2 separate regions of the Pan troglodytes genome follow, and region 2 is linked to region 1. The links are chromatin contacts, called in public HiChIP or PLAC-seq maps. All regions are on one chromosome and are shown on one strand. The core of a region is the stretch at or near the end of the contact, and the rest is flanking DNA. Distances in the headings are between cores, read along the strand shown. Region 1 holds the start of PSMD11 (proteasome 26S subunit, non-ATPase 11). Region 2 holds the start of RHBDL3 (rhomboid like 3).

Region 1 (7,244 bases), core at 2,236-4,735:
ACCCATTTAAGTTTAAACAGACTTCTCTCTAAATACTATTACCACTTTACTGGTAAAAGGTCCTTCCTGATCAAAAGGACTCCCTTCTCATTCCAAGGACACACCCATCATCAGAATATTATGTCAAATCTAATCAGTCAATGGTTCAATTACAACTAGAATGTTTGAGCAATGATGTGCACAAAGTCCTAGGTATGAATGGAGAAGTCTTGGGAAGGCTCCATTTAATGTCTTACTCATTCTCATTCTGAATCTATCAAAAAAAAATGACAGTGAGTCACTTGGATACAAAATCCTTTGTCATTTTTAAATCAGGTGCTTAAAGTTGTTATCTATCTTAAATACATCAGAGTTGCTCAGTGAAATTATTGAAGACTGTTGCTGCCTCTATGTAAGCGAATACAGTGAGAATTCAAAAACCAGAAACAAATCAGAAATCACTATATCCCAACAAAATAAGATTGTCTCTCATTTGCAAAACTAAACTACCATGAAAGAAGTGAGTTTAAAGGCCACTTAACTGCCTGCTAAAAAACTGAAGCTCAACAACTTGCCAAGAAAATAAAGCTGAATTCAGTTTGTGGATCAGTCCCATGATTCTTCACTCCAACAAAAGACAGGAATTTCACTGAGCATTTCAGGTACAATCCATGTGTAGCACTTACCTGCAGCTTGTCCAGTCTTTGCCAGGAGAGATCCCAGTTCCAGGATGCTCTGCTCTTTGACTTGCACTGCCTCTTCATCGTTTTCCTGAATGTCACGCTTCACTGGGAGAGGAAAATGCAAACCTTCTTAAAATTCTGACCAAAAAATGAAGACTGAGGGAAATTTCACCCTCATAAGATCCATTACAAACTCAAACATATTTACCAAAAGACAAATTCTAGAGTTAAAAAAAAAAAACTCTAAGCCAGGAAAAAAAAAAAAAGATCATATATACGTAGAATATGCTCCATGTAAATCATAAAAAAAGGATTCTTCTCTTTGATTTTAAATGTGCCTTTTCATTCTACCCAGCAGAATTTTGCTTACCTACATACACTAAGTTTCTGTTGTGGTCACTTGGTTAAAGCGAAATTAAAACAAAACAAATCCTTCATACTTATGGTGCCAAGATCTGTTCCAGTCACTATTTTATGGGAAGATATTAAACATGCCTGTGCGTTTATGCCACAAACTAAAATCAATTGACCAAGTTACTGATGCCTGTAAGTCAAAAGCGTTTCAATAAACTTTAGGTCTGTGCAAAGCCTCAGCTGATGGGTGGTGTTAGGGATAAGCAGGTCTATAAAGCCATTCAAGAAAAACAACTCTATCAAAGCCCCAGATCCTGCACAGCTACACTTAGGAGAGACTGCTGCTTTTTAATGCATTGAGGTCTGTTAAAATAACTTTGTGCTATCTGTCCTATTTTCAACAGTTAATAACTATTTTAACATTCAAACATGGAATAGCCTCTCCAAGTTTGTAGTGATCATCACTAGTTACTACTACTCTTACAAAGCATCATGACTTGACAAAAACCATGATGGAGTCCAGAGAAAGTAAGGCCGTCAACCACCATGACTCAAGCTTGCTCTAACAGTGAAGCTTTCAGGGAACTCTCCCCTAGAATAGTGGGCCAACAGGAAATACTCTAATTGTAATATTTGACGTAATTTCTACTTTATGAAAGACAAAATATTAGACACTAGACACAGACAATTAAAATTCATGCTCCTCACATTAGTTCTAAATAATAGTGTGTCCTCAGAATAAAATACCCATGTAACGGTGATTGAGATGACTCTGGTTCCGTAGAAGTAACTGACCTAAGATCAGAACTTTTAAAATGAAACACCTTTTACCAATATCATTCAAAGATACACCTTGACGCCCACTTCCTCTCCTTCTCTAGTATCCCCAATGATAAAGTATCAAGATCTTGTCATTGTCCTTTCTCCGTGCAGGTCTGGAATACCAAAATTCAACACACTAAGTCAAATGCCAACATCTTGCAAGTCCCACATACAGGTGCATTCTCATACTACTTGTTGAGCCAATTCAGATCTTCCCAAACTACACTACAAAGATTCCATTACATGTGCAGTGAAGAGCTAGTCCAAGCCCTAACTGAATCCTTTATGAGTGAACATTAACGTCTTCTTCTGTCATTATAAATTTCTGTTCACACTTGAATCCCAACAGAAAGCTGCCGGAAGCGACTGGCTGGGGTTCCCATTTCAGTTTTCCTGTTGTGTACAGGTGTAAGACCATCGTATTACAGTGTTAAGAAATTTTAATTTTTCCGGCAACATGCAGCCGACCCGTTCCAAAGAATTCCCTGAACTCCGCGGCTGACAACTAACTCCCTTAACTCACTTCCAACCCCTACAGGGAGTCTGGAAAGATTAGTCACCTCCTCTAGCCAGGCGGTCCCGCTCCAACACCTCACTCTTACACCCTACACAGAGCAGATGAGCGTCTCGGCCACCTCCACAAACCAAATGCCAATCTGAGGTGTGTGTCACCCCTGAATTTCCCATATTCTGAAAGAGACCCTCCTCTTAGTGGAGCTTTCTGCCGTGGGGCTGAGGAGTAGCAGCTCCCAGCGTCCCGTGGAAGGAAACTCCCAGAGAAGAGCAAGCGCTCGCGCTCCCACCCGGAGCAGGCTGTGCTGATTACAACGGCGGGAAATGCCTGTCCAGAGCTGGTTTCGCCAAGGCCTTTCAAGTAGAGACTCTAGGACCAGTCCGTGACAAGCACGCCGGCCGGCACTGCTCCGGGTCCCAGACCAGCTCGTGCGGGCCAGAGCCGGGGACACGGCTAGGGAGGGATGGGGGCCCGGCTCGGCCCACTCTCCCACCCTACGCTGAGCCCCCCGTGAGTCAGCAGCCGGCGAGGGGACCCGGGGATTGCCTCAAGCCCTCCCACAAGAGTGAGACCTGGGAGGCTCTGGGGAGCTCCGAGCGGCCTGCGCCCCCGGCCCGGCCCCCCTCACACACACAGTGAGTCAGCAGCATCAGAGCCGGCTAGCCCGGCCCCTCTCCGCTGCCGCCGACCGACATAAGCGGAGCTGGGCCGGCGGGGCCGGGGAGGCGGCGCGGCGACCTTTACCGATGGAGTGGAGGATGTCGATGGAGGCCTCCCGGTCGGTGCTGAGTAGAGACTGGGCTCTCTGGAACTCCACCACCGCCGCCGCCGCCATCTTACCGCTCTCACACCGTCCCCGGCCGCGGCCGCCGACGCCGGAAACACACACCCGGAAAGCCCGCCCTCGGGTCCCTCCGCCTGTAGCTCCCGCGGCTCCGTTGCCAGAGCACTCCGGGAGTTGTAGTCTCTCCGCCGGGCGCTGTAGTCTCTCCGCCGGGCGCGGGCTGAGGGGTGGGGAGAGCGGGACCGCCTCGCAGGTGGGCTGCAAGCTCCCCAGCGCCTCCTAGCGGGCAGCCGGCGAGGAAAGAGGCGGTGCCCCGGAGTGGGAGCTCTAGATCGGTCCCCGCCCACCCCAAAAGAGGCTTCTTGATTCCGGCCCCGCTCGCGCACCCCTGAGAGGGGTTCCTGAGTACCGGGCTAGGTATTGAGTCAAAGCTGCGTGGCTTTCTTTGCGGCTTCCACGATTTAACCATTCATTCGGGACGATAAGTGACCTTATAAAGTGCTCGCTATGTGGCAAAGAAGAGCACCATTCAAATGCGTTCCAGTGTCTGACGCCTGTGCGCCGCACACACGCTTTCCAGGCTTGACTCCCGCAGAACGCTGGCCAGCAGGTGGGCAAACCCGCCAGGACCGGAGAAAACTGTCCTCACGCGCCCATTTAACCTTGGGACAGTGCTGGACGTGATGAAGTGAAACATCACCTTTGCTCCATTCACGCCACAAATACCTCTTGGGAATCCACAGAAGCCTCACCCAGCTCCCCAGCTCAAAGAAGAAAAAAAAAAAAAAAGGAAGGAAGGGAGGGAGGGAGGGACGGAGGAAGGAAAAAATTGAATTATTCTTCCCAATATCTTCAGCCCCTTCAACTAAAGTCACAGATATCAGTGAAGACGTCGTGTGGACGGAAAAATGACATTCTATGAGACCACTTAGGGTTAAACTTAAGAAAGGTGCTAAAAGGATACAAAGACAATTCAGTATTAAGGAAGACCTTTCTCTAGGTGATGACGATCCAAAAATGGAATGTGCTGTCCCATAAAAGGCCGCAAAAAGGGGACTAACATTGCACACCCTCCTCTGTAAGTGGAGTAGGCCATTTATATTCCTCTGTCTCCTTTTATTCTCCCAACAATGTTCTGTAAAGCAGATATTTACTCCCCTTTAATATGTGAGGGAACAGGGGTTTGAGTTATTTGGTGAAGCTCAAATCGTGATTGGAAGAGATAAAAGCTGCCGGTTAGGGAATGCCTTCCTAATTCCTGGGTGTGTTCACGTGAAAAGTAGATGACATTTCATCAGGTTGTTGTAAACAGGATTCATGACTTTGATGGAGAGTTGGATTAAATGGCTTCTAGCAAGGCGCGGTGGCTCATGCCTGTAATCCTAGCACTTTGGGAGGGCGAGGTGGGCATATCGCTTGAGCCCAGGAGTTTGAGACCAGCCTGGGCAACATAGAACCCCGACTCTACTAAAAATACAAAAATTATCCGGGCATGGTGGCGCACGCCTGTAGTCTCAGCTACTTGAAAGGCTGAGGTGGGAGGCTTTAGAAGAAATCATAGGAGAGGATAGAGTGCTGGCCTCACTATAAAGAGGGAGTACTATAAAACAGTGGACCCCAACATTTTTGGCACCAGGGACCAGTTTTGTGGAAGACAATTTTTCCACGGATGTGAGGAGGGGGGATGGTTTTGGGATGAAACTGTTCCACCTCAGATCATCAGGCATTAGATTCTCATAAGGAGCAGGCAACCTAAATCCCTGGCATGCTCAGTTCACAATAGGGTTTGCCTCCTATGAGAATATAATGCTGCAGCTGATCTGACAGGGGGCGGAGCTCAGGCAGTAATGCTGGCTCCCCAGCCGCTCACCTCCTGCTGTGAGGCCTGATTCCTAACAGGCCACTGACTAGTAGTGGTCCTTGGCCCAGGGTTGGGGACCCCCACTGTAAAAGACTAGGAGTGTCTGCCAGATCTTTCTCCCAAGCTAGTGAGTCTTGCTGACTGTGGAAACTTATGAGCCCATCCCTGTGTGATCATCATGGTGAAAGTTTTGAGATGAACTAGACATGTCTCTTGAGGAGTTTGGCATGTGTGCACATTCATGAAGATGGGCACCCACTTCTAGCCTGCAGAATTCTGAATTAGGGAAGCTGGCTGGCACACTCTACAATAGGACAGGGAGAAAAGGCAACAATAGGGTAGCTTCCACTCCCTGTGTTTGACATGGCAAGGTTCTTATGAGCCAAGAGGATGCTGAAAAGGTAGATCATCCAGGACCTTCTTAAAGGAACCTATTCAGTAGGGCCGTATGCTAGTGTAAGGAGACCCGGAAATAAGTTGCTGGAAGTGTGGACTTCAGGAGGCAGTCACTGATGGGAGTCTTGAGATCCACAGGTAGATCCTCCAAAGAACACAAGAATACATAAATGCTCCCAACGAGAAAGAACCAGCACCTGGATCTCTGCCTCTGACGTCATCAGTCATGTAAGAGAAGAGACCTTGACCTCTTTTAATTCCTCCTACTTCTCTGCTTTCACCAAAACCTCCTCCACCCTGGAGGAAACCCAGAAACAGCAGAGTGAGAGGGTGGAGAATGAAAAGAGTGAAACTGCAGACCAAACACAAATTTTCAACTACCTGAGACTTAGAGACAGGGGAAAAGCTTTAAGTTAGATATGAAATTAAAGTTTTGCTTTAGGCTAGACTGGACTTTCAATCATTACAAATGGCATAAAAGAGATTTAGGGGCCAGGTGCAGTGGTTCATGCCTGTAATCTCAGCACTTTGGGAGGCTGAGGCGGGCGGATCACGAGGTCAGGAGTTTGAGACCAGCCTGGCCAACATGGCAAAACCCCGTCTCTACTGAAAGTACAAAAAAATTAGCCAGGCATGGTGGCGTGTGCCTGTAATCCCAGCTACTCAGGAGGCTGAGGCAGGAGAATTGCTTGAACCCAGGAAGCAGAGGTTGCAGTGAGCCAAGATCACCCCACTGCACTCCACCCTGGGTGAGAGTGGGACTCTGTCTCAAAAAAAAAGAGAGAGAGAGAGAGATTTATGAGATTTTCCCATGGCATCTCCAGGGCAAAGGAAGGAAAATCCAATATTTGCCTTCAACTAGGCTAGCCACTTAGTAGCTGATGACTTTAACATGTTTCTTAATTTCTCTGATCTTTGGTTTTCTCATCTACAAAACAGGGATAATAAAATCTAGCTCACCACCTGTAATTCCAGCACTTTGGGAGGCCATCTTCATTACGTAATACTGAGACTCTATATTATAGGGATCACAAACTACTGTGTAGTAGTCACCTGTCATTGATTGCATCCATAGGTTAACAATGTCCCTAAATGTAAGTATTACTAAAATGAAAGTCATTCTCAGAAATGTGACATTCTCAATGTCACACTCACCCTCTTACTATGCCATTCTTCCCCACTTTGAGATTCTTTGTACCTCCTCAGTATAGCTCTAATGCTCTGGCCTTGTGAGAGTCTGGTTAGCATCCTCCTTACTGTGGTCCACAAAGTGTCGCATAATCTGGCGCCTGCCTACTTCTCCAACTTCAACTCTTATCACTTTGCCCCTTACACACTTTGCTCAGCTGACTTTTTCTTTTTTTTCTTTTTCTTTTTTTGTCTCTAACATGCCACGTTCCTTCTCACTTCAAAGCCTTTATATTTTCCCCTCAAAGGTTTCAGCTCAAAGGTCATTTCCACAAAGTGGCCTTCTGTGTAATCCCATCATAAGTAATCTCTTATGCCTTCAATCTAGTAACCATCACATCATTCTATTTCCTTCCTAGCATTTAACACAGTCTGTGATTTTATTACGTCAATTTTTAAATTTTTTTAATGTAAATTTTATTTTTACTTTTTTTTTTTTAATTTTAAGTTTTTTAGACACAGGCCGGGCACAGTGGCTTACACCTGTAATCCCAGCACTTTGGGAGGCTGAGGTGGGTGGATCACCTGAGGTCAGAGTTCAAGACCTGCCTGGCCAACATGGCAAAAACCCATCTCTACTAAAAATACAAAAATTAACTGGACATGGTGGCAGGTGCTTGTAATCCCAGCTACTCGGGAGGCTGAGGCGGGAGAATCACTTGA
Region 2 (7,244 bases), core at 2,075-4,574, 180 kb after region 1:
TGGTCTTGAACTACTGGGTTCAAGTGATCCTCCCGCCTTAGCCTCCCAAAGTGTTGGGATTACAAGTGTGAGTCACCCCACCCGGCCCCACTCCAACTTCTTTCCCTCCTAGGTTCAGAATCTCAAAGTTAGATATGTGGTTCCCCTCACCTATGGTCTATTAAGATCTTCCAATTCTTCCATCACCATGTCCCTCTTCCCGTCCATCCTCACTGTCACCTTCTTGCCTCCGTTCAGTGCTGCAGCTCCTGCCTAGCTTCCCTCATCCCGGTAGCCCATTCACTCCTTATCCCCTAAGACACTGGAGCTTTCCCAAGCCTGGCTTGGATCACGTAACAACCTTGCTAAAAAACTTTCTAAGGCTTCCCCTGCCTACAATGAAGTCCTGGTTCAAGCTAATTTTTCAGCTTTATCTCCTTCTCCTACCCAACACATTCCCTCTGGCCCACTCACACCAATTTCTTAAAGTTGCACAAACTTCATGGCACAATCATTCTCACCCCAGGACTACAGCACTCAACTATCCTCCAACATGGGGCAAAGAGAGAGAAGGAAGCACATAACAGCACCCACCACGAATGCTAAGAGGAGAACCATTTCCTTGCTGAAGGTCAAATGTCCATCTCCAGGTTCAAAAGCCAATACTTGGCACCCCCAACTCCATGCCCTACACCTGGACTCCAGGCATTGCGAAGAATCACACACAATTTCCCCTCTGTAACCTCCCAGCACTCCCTCATCCCTATGACAGAATTAAAGACATTGAATTAGCCTTCAAAAGAGTCCATACTGTGAGTCAGCCCCCAAGGATGGCAGAGATTTGACTTCAGCGGTGGCCATGGACCCTCCATAGTGGAGGTAGAAACGGAGAGGGATTGTCAGCCCAAGCCCTTCCCCCACCTCTCCAGCCCCCTACTGCAATCCCCTGGCATATGGAGGATTTCCCAGGCATTCAATATATAACGTCCAATTTCTACATGGTGTAAACCCGGCTCTGGTGCAGCAGAGTACGGAGGAGGCAGGAGGGAGATCCTCTCAGGAGAGCCCATCTCTTCCTCCTGATACCTGGAGAGCAGTGTCGTTCAGCCCCAGAGATGCACAAAGCCACACCCCCACCCCACGTCACCATCTCAGGAGCGCGGAGCTAGGGAAGCCCACGCAAGCAGGGAGACTGAGACCGATTTCAGGGAGGGCTGGAAGGAAATGGGGGGTTAACTGCTCACATACCTGATCAAACAGGACTTTCCAGTGCTGGCAGAGAGGGAGGCCATGCAGGAGAGGAAGAAGAGGAGAGAAAGAAAGACACACTTATCACCAAGGTCTCTGTAGTCCTCGGATGTTTCTGACATAGCCTCCCAGCGGCTGCCCAGGAGTCATGACCAGGCTCAGGGACTGGCCACAGGAGAGCAGGGGAAGTCTGGGAGGAGCTCCCCAATGAGTCCACACTGAGCAGAGGGAGGAAACTCACAGTAAGGGATGGGGTGGGGGCGGGGGCGGCAAGGTGGGTGTTGCTGGTTCTGGAACTGGCAGAACAAGTGATTCTCAACAATTACTAAATAAAGGCGTCCAAATATGTCCAAGCGCCTCTAATAATTTCTGCTGCCTAAAGCCTATGTCCACAGCTACTCCCAGGCCTGGGAGAGCATGGCCAGGTGCAATCCCATCAGACCCCGGCGCAATGAGTCTCACCTGCTGGGGGCTAGAGCCCCCTCCCCCCCCAACCAGGAGAACTCACCTCTGCATAAACACTAACATTTTGCCTGCAGTTTTTTGTTTGTTTGTTCGTTTTTTGTTTTTTTGCGGGGAAGGAGGGGTGGTGAATGCCGAATGCGGTGAAGCCCACCCATTCTCTTCCAAGGCTGAGTCTAAGTGGTGACTACATCAGATTCTGCCAGGGGTTTAGGGCCAGAAGGAAGTGATGGATTTAACCGCAGACGCCAAAGAGAGAAGATCGTAAACTACCCCCCAACCCCATTCAGACTTTCCCGCTTTGGTTGTGTGGGTTGGGGGCCTGGTTTCACTTCCATCTCCCCACCCTGAGGGAGGGGTGGGCAGGGCAGGGTGTCTGCCCGGTTTTTCACCCCTATGTGTAGGTTAGCCCCGGGAGGTTAACCCAAGAAACTCCAGTTCCCAGGGCTTCGCAGGGCCGGCCCGCAGGACCGGAGGGATGGAGACCCGAGCAGCAGACGGCGGGGAAGCCCTCGGGGCAGCCCCTCCCTCTACTCGCTCAGGGGACCGTCCCCTGGCACCGCCACGGTCTTGGACTCCCGGGCCTCCTTCTAGGAGCAAAGCCGCTCCCAGCACTCTTTCCCTCCCTGCTCCGGCCGGGGTCAGAGGCGGGGGCCGGCTTGAATTTCAATCAGTGTCGCGGCAAGGCAGGTGCCGGGCGGGAGCTAATCCGGGAGCGGAGGAAGGGGTCGCCAGACCGGCTTGCACGGCCAGGGACGGGGACTCTGCGGCGTCCGCTCCTTCCCCAGCTCCGGGAGCTCGCAGGTCGCGGGCGTGAGGGGAGGGGGAGTCACCGCCGTGACGCGGCCGCCTCTGCGGGAAAACGCCGTGTCCCGGGCACTGCACCAGCGGCGGGGAGGGGGCTCCGGCGGTGACAGGTCCGCGGCGCAGTGGCGGTGCTGTGTCCCGCAGGGAAGCCGCGGGAACCAGAGCGGGGGAAGCGGTGCGCGCGCGTTTCGGGGAGACCGGTCCCTCCGCCCCCTCCTGCCCGCGGGGACCCGGCCAATCCGGGGCGCTCCCGCGTCACCTTGAAACCTCCAAGTTGCCCGGCGTGGGGCGAGACAGGGGCGGCTTTTCCCCCCGGCGCCCCCTAGAAAGTTTGCCGGGCGGGGAGGGGGCACTCACGTCCTCCGGCGCCGCGGGCAGCCGCTCCTCGGCCTCGGGTTCCAGCTCCTCGATGCGCTCCGCCTCGGCGCAGGCGGCCACCGCGGGGCCCGGGCTGGGGTGCTCGCCCATGGCCGAGACGGGGTCCGGGGGCGGCGGCGGCGGCTGCGGGGCTCGTCCCGGGGCGCCGGGCTAACTTTGCGCCGCGGCGGCCGCGCCGCTCCGGGGGCTCAGTGCGCGCCGCGCCGCCTCCGCGCCCGCCCCGCAGCCCGCGCCCGCCCCCATGGCCCCGGTCCCCGCGCCGCCGCCGCCTCCTCGCGACCCCGGGACGCCCGGCCCCTCCGCCGCCAAACTTCACTGCGCTAGCTGCCCCGCTGGCCTCCGCCTCCGCCCCGGCCCTCGCGCCCGGCTCCGAGGCGAGGGCGCCCTTGGGCCGGCCCCGGCCCCGCCGCTCCCCGCGCTCCCTTCCCGCTTCTCGCGGCCCCCGCTCTGCGCCCGAGTCTCCTCCTCCCCGCGGAGTCTTCGGGGGCGGCGCGCGGGCGGGGGCGGGGCTGCTCGCGGGGAACGCCGGCCCCCGCCCCGCACCCCACCCCGGGCGCCGCCACCCGGGCCCAGTCGGTCAGAGCGGCGCGGCCCGGGAGCGGGAGGGCTGCGGCGGGGCTGGCGAGGAAGTGGCGGCGCTGCCCGGGGCGGGGATGGGGACTGCGCCGTCCCCGGCCCGGTCACCACCGGCCTGCACTCCGGGCCCGGGCTTGGCTCTTCCATCGGCTTAACCATCACTTGGTGGTGGCAGATATGTGATGGAGACACGATGTTGGCGACGTCAGGGTTAACTAGGAGTGAATTGGGGGCGCGATGTTGTAAGGAGGGGATCCCTCCCTCCCGCCCCATTATCCTTACGCCCTATTCACTGCGGTCTCAGATTCTGGGAGGTCTTGGGAGGCCCAGAAATGGGAGAAGTCAGATTGCGGGGTCCTGGGCCCCAAAGCCTAAATCTTGCCCTTTCTACACCCGGAGCTAAGTGACCATGCCCAGGCTTCATTTGACCACGTGGACAAAGGTAAGCCCAGGGAAATGCCCCATCTGGGGAGAGGGACGCTAAAGAAACTAAAGCAATCAGAAAGGAAGTTAGCCAAAAAGGAGTAGGGGATCTTTTAAAGAAAACAATCGATGCTGTTTCCCTGCAGGAAAGCGCCCCCAAGAGAGACCATCTCCCGAAGCAGAGGCTCTGGCTGTAAATGGTGCTAGTGGCCGGCCTGGCAGGGGCCAGCTCTCCCCAGAGGCTCAAGGGGCTTCTCCAGGAAGGCTGTGCCCTTCCACTCCTCTTGTTTTCCTCTTCCCACCACCCACTCACTCACTAGTCTTTGCCCTCTTCCTTCCTCTCGGAAACGGAACAGGCTCCTTTCCATTAGTGAGAGCTGCAACTAATGCAGTCATCTTCAGAAAGCAAAGACATAACCCCGTGCCCAGGATCCGAACTGCGACCATCGCCCAGCAATGACTGCTCCCCTTAAACACCGAGAAGGGAATTCACTTGATTCTAATTAGGTGAGTTTGCTACAGACACCAATTTTCATCTCTGTTTCAGAAAGTGTGATCATTTCAACTATTTTTGTTTCTCACCACCCTCCTCCCCATCCCTACTCTACTAACAAGTCAAGATCCTGCCAAGATTTCCTTGTAAATAAAACTGTCTGCATGGGGTGTGATTTTGAAAACAGCCTTCAGGGGACAGAAGAGAGGCTGATTCTTTGTGAAGAGGAGCCCAGAAGGACAAGTGACTGCTGGGGCCCTGGGGTCTGTGTTGCTGCCTCCTGCATCCCAGGCTGTCATTTGCATGACCGGTATGGGTGTTGGCTCTGTTATACTTAGATCTCTGGGACTAGAGAAGTGGGCCAGGAAGTCTGGTTCCAGGGGAACTGGAAGGAGAAGGGCACAGAAAAGGGTTGGCCACTCTGCTGGGATGCCCAGCCACCCTGGACAGTGTTCTGATACCAGCTACCCATGGGAGCTTCATCAGCCCAGGGACAGCTCTTAACAACATATCCAACTCTGTCATCCCTTCATGGGGAAGGGAGCTTAGCAGGCTCAGTTCTGTTCCTGAACATGTATTAAGCTCCTACTAAGTACCAATGACGGAGCTTTGAGAATACAGAGGTGAATAAGAACCAGACCCTGCCCTCCAGAAATGGATAATTGGGGGTGACAGTCACATTCAACACAAGGGTAAGTCCTGGATTCAAGGGAAGCCCAGAAGGTGTAGAACTCCAAAGGAGGGGGTCGCTGTGGGTCCAGGAAGGCTTCCCAAAGGATAAGCCTCCAGAACTAGGCAACATGGAAAAGGTGAAGGAGGTGTTCCAGGTAGAGGGAACAGCACGACCAGGCTTGTGGAGCAGCATCATATGGAAGGCAAACGACAAGCAGTTTGGCATGGCTGGAAGCTGGAGCACGATGACCAATCTAAAGAGCCCAGCCTGGACGGGAAGGTTGTGAGGGGCTGTGAGTTTCATGGGAAAAGAGCTTGGACTTTACCTAAGGGCAATAGGGAGCCATTGAAGGATTGTGAGCAGTAGAGTAATATTTAAAAGATCCCTGGCCAGGCGCGGTGGCTCACGGCTGTAATCCCAGCACTTTGGGAGACCAAGGCGGGCGGATCACGAGGTCAGGAGATTGAGACCGTCCTGGCTAACACAGTGAAACCCTGTCTCTACTAAAAAATACAAAAAATTAGCCAGGCGTGGTGGTGGGCGCCTGTAATCCCAGCTACTCGGGAGGCTAAGGCAGGAGAATCACTTGAACACAGGAGGCGGAGCTTGCAGTGAGCCGAGATCTGCCACTGCACTCCAGCCTGGGCGACAGAGTGAGACTCCGTCTCAAAACAAACAAAAAAGATCCCTTTGGCTGTAGTGTAGAGTCTAGACAGGAGGGAGGTTGGCCTGAGCAGAGGGCCATGAGAGGTGCTGTCCAAGGAAGAGGTCACAAGGGCAGCAGCAGTTAGAATAAAAGGGAGAGGGAAGATGGGAAACATCCAGAAGGCTATCTTGTTCCTCCTTCTGTCCCTAGGAACATTTACCCCGCCTTGGCAGGCTATGTTTCCAAAAGTCTCCTAAGAAGGAATTCCTGATCTCTCACCAGGATTCTTGCTTCACGGGGCAGCTTCTCTCACCTTGGCCCTTGCTGGGAGGTGATGGTGTCTGGACTTGGAGACTGTTAGGACAAGTTGTTACATCCATCATCCTCCATGAGCCTGAGGCCACCCTTTACCTGTTGTCCTCAATGTCACCTACGCCCAGCTGGTCAGACCACTCTGCCCCTCAGCTCCAGGCGAATCTGCAGCCCACTCCCCAGCAGGCAGTAGGACATGGGGCCTGGGGTCCAGGCCTAGAAAGCTCCAGGGGATAGGAGTGGCTAGGCACCCTGACACCTTTTGTTCTACTCTCACCTGAGACAGCCTAAGGACTGGCATATTCTGTGGCATTTTGGGGGCAGAGGAGGGAGTAGGCATGGTGTCACTTTCACTGACCAGCTGCAGCAGGCAGGCACTCATCGATGCCTGGAGGTGTGCCATGCAGAGGCCCCTCCCTGGGAGAACCTTTGGCGCTAATGAGAAGTGACACGGAACTGGGCCTATTGGCACTTCTTCCTTGCTCTTCATTCTGCAAGTGCGCTACACCATGGCCTCTTTTAAGGTTCCTAACAAGACACTCGAAGTCAACGCAGAGCAGGATGAAGGGCTGGGGAAGGGCGGATCAAACTCGGTTTAGAAGGGCAGGAGCATGATGTTGAGATGAGCCTTGAAAGGGGCAAGCTTGTGGTAGAGAATGTGGAAGGGTTTCTAGGTGGAGGGAACTGCTGTGGCAAAGACACAGAGATAGGAAAGCTGTTGACTGTGTTGGGAACCATGAAGTGGCTGAGCACAAAGTGAGGATGGCCGGGCAGGCGAGGAGCACTGTGTCGCCAGAGTCCCCGAGTGCCAGTCTGAGGAGGTTGGACCTCGCCCAGTGGGAGATAGAGAAGCAGTGATGGCTTCTAACTGGAGCAGCATTTTAGGAAGATAAAGTTGGCGACAGCTCAGCAGTGCCATTCAGCTCACACGTGCTGAGTGTCCATTATGTGCCAGACCCTGGCCGAGGTGCTGATAATACAAAGGGGATGAGACCCAGGCCCTGGCCTCCTGGGGGAAAATGAGGTCATCCTCTAATGACAGTCCAGTGGGATAAGGGGGAGGAGAGAGGGAAGAGCCTTTCCAGGGCTGAGTCTCTCAAATGTGCCCTCCAAGAGAGGAAGGAGTTTTTTTAAGGACCCGATGTTCTGGTCCTGGGAACTGGGACAGTTGGCTGCCATGGAAAAGCCAGGAGTAGCTGCTGGAAGCGGGGAGAGGAAGGCAAAGGGGGCTGAGCAGTTTGTTTGTG

Evidence for each region. HiChIP or PLAC-seq counts read pairs in DNA pulled down with a chosen protein or histone mark.
Region 2: an H3K4me3 HiChIP or PLAC-seq map of stem cell-derived excitatory neurons shows a contact between it and region 1, with 2.0 times the contacts expected there. The contact joins the promoter of RHBDL3 here to the promoter of PSMD11 in region 1. A contact is called at or near these places in 1 of 7 Hi-C or Micro-C datasets (stem cell-derived neural progenitor cells) and 1 of 1 datasets of contacts at active chromatin or transcription factors (stem cell-derived excitatory neurons).

The regions. Positions count from the first base shown.
Region 1 is chr19:35,142,583-35,149,826 of NHGRI_mPanTro3-v2.0_pri, forward strand. It overlaps PSMD11 (proteasome 26S subunit, non-ATPase 11), which reads right to left and starts at 3,486. Exons shown (of 14, transcript XM_054670054.2): 1 at 3,097-3,486; 2 at 666-767. The coding sequence starts at 3,187.
Region 2 is chr19:35,321,602-35,328,845 of NHGRI_mPanTro3-v2.0_pri, forward strand. It overlaps RHBDL3 (rhomboid like 3), which reads right to left and starts at 3,325. Exons shown (of 8, transcript XM_016932028.4): 1 at 2,854-3,325. The coding sequence starts at 2,964.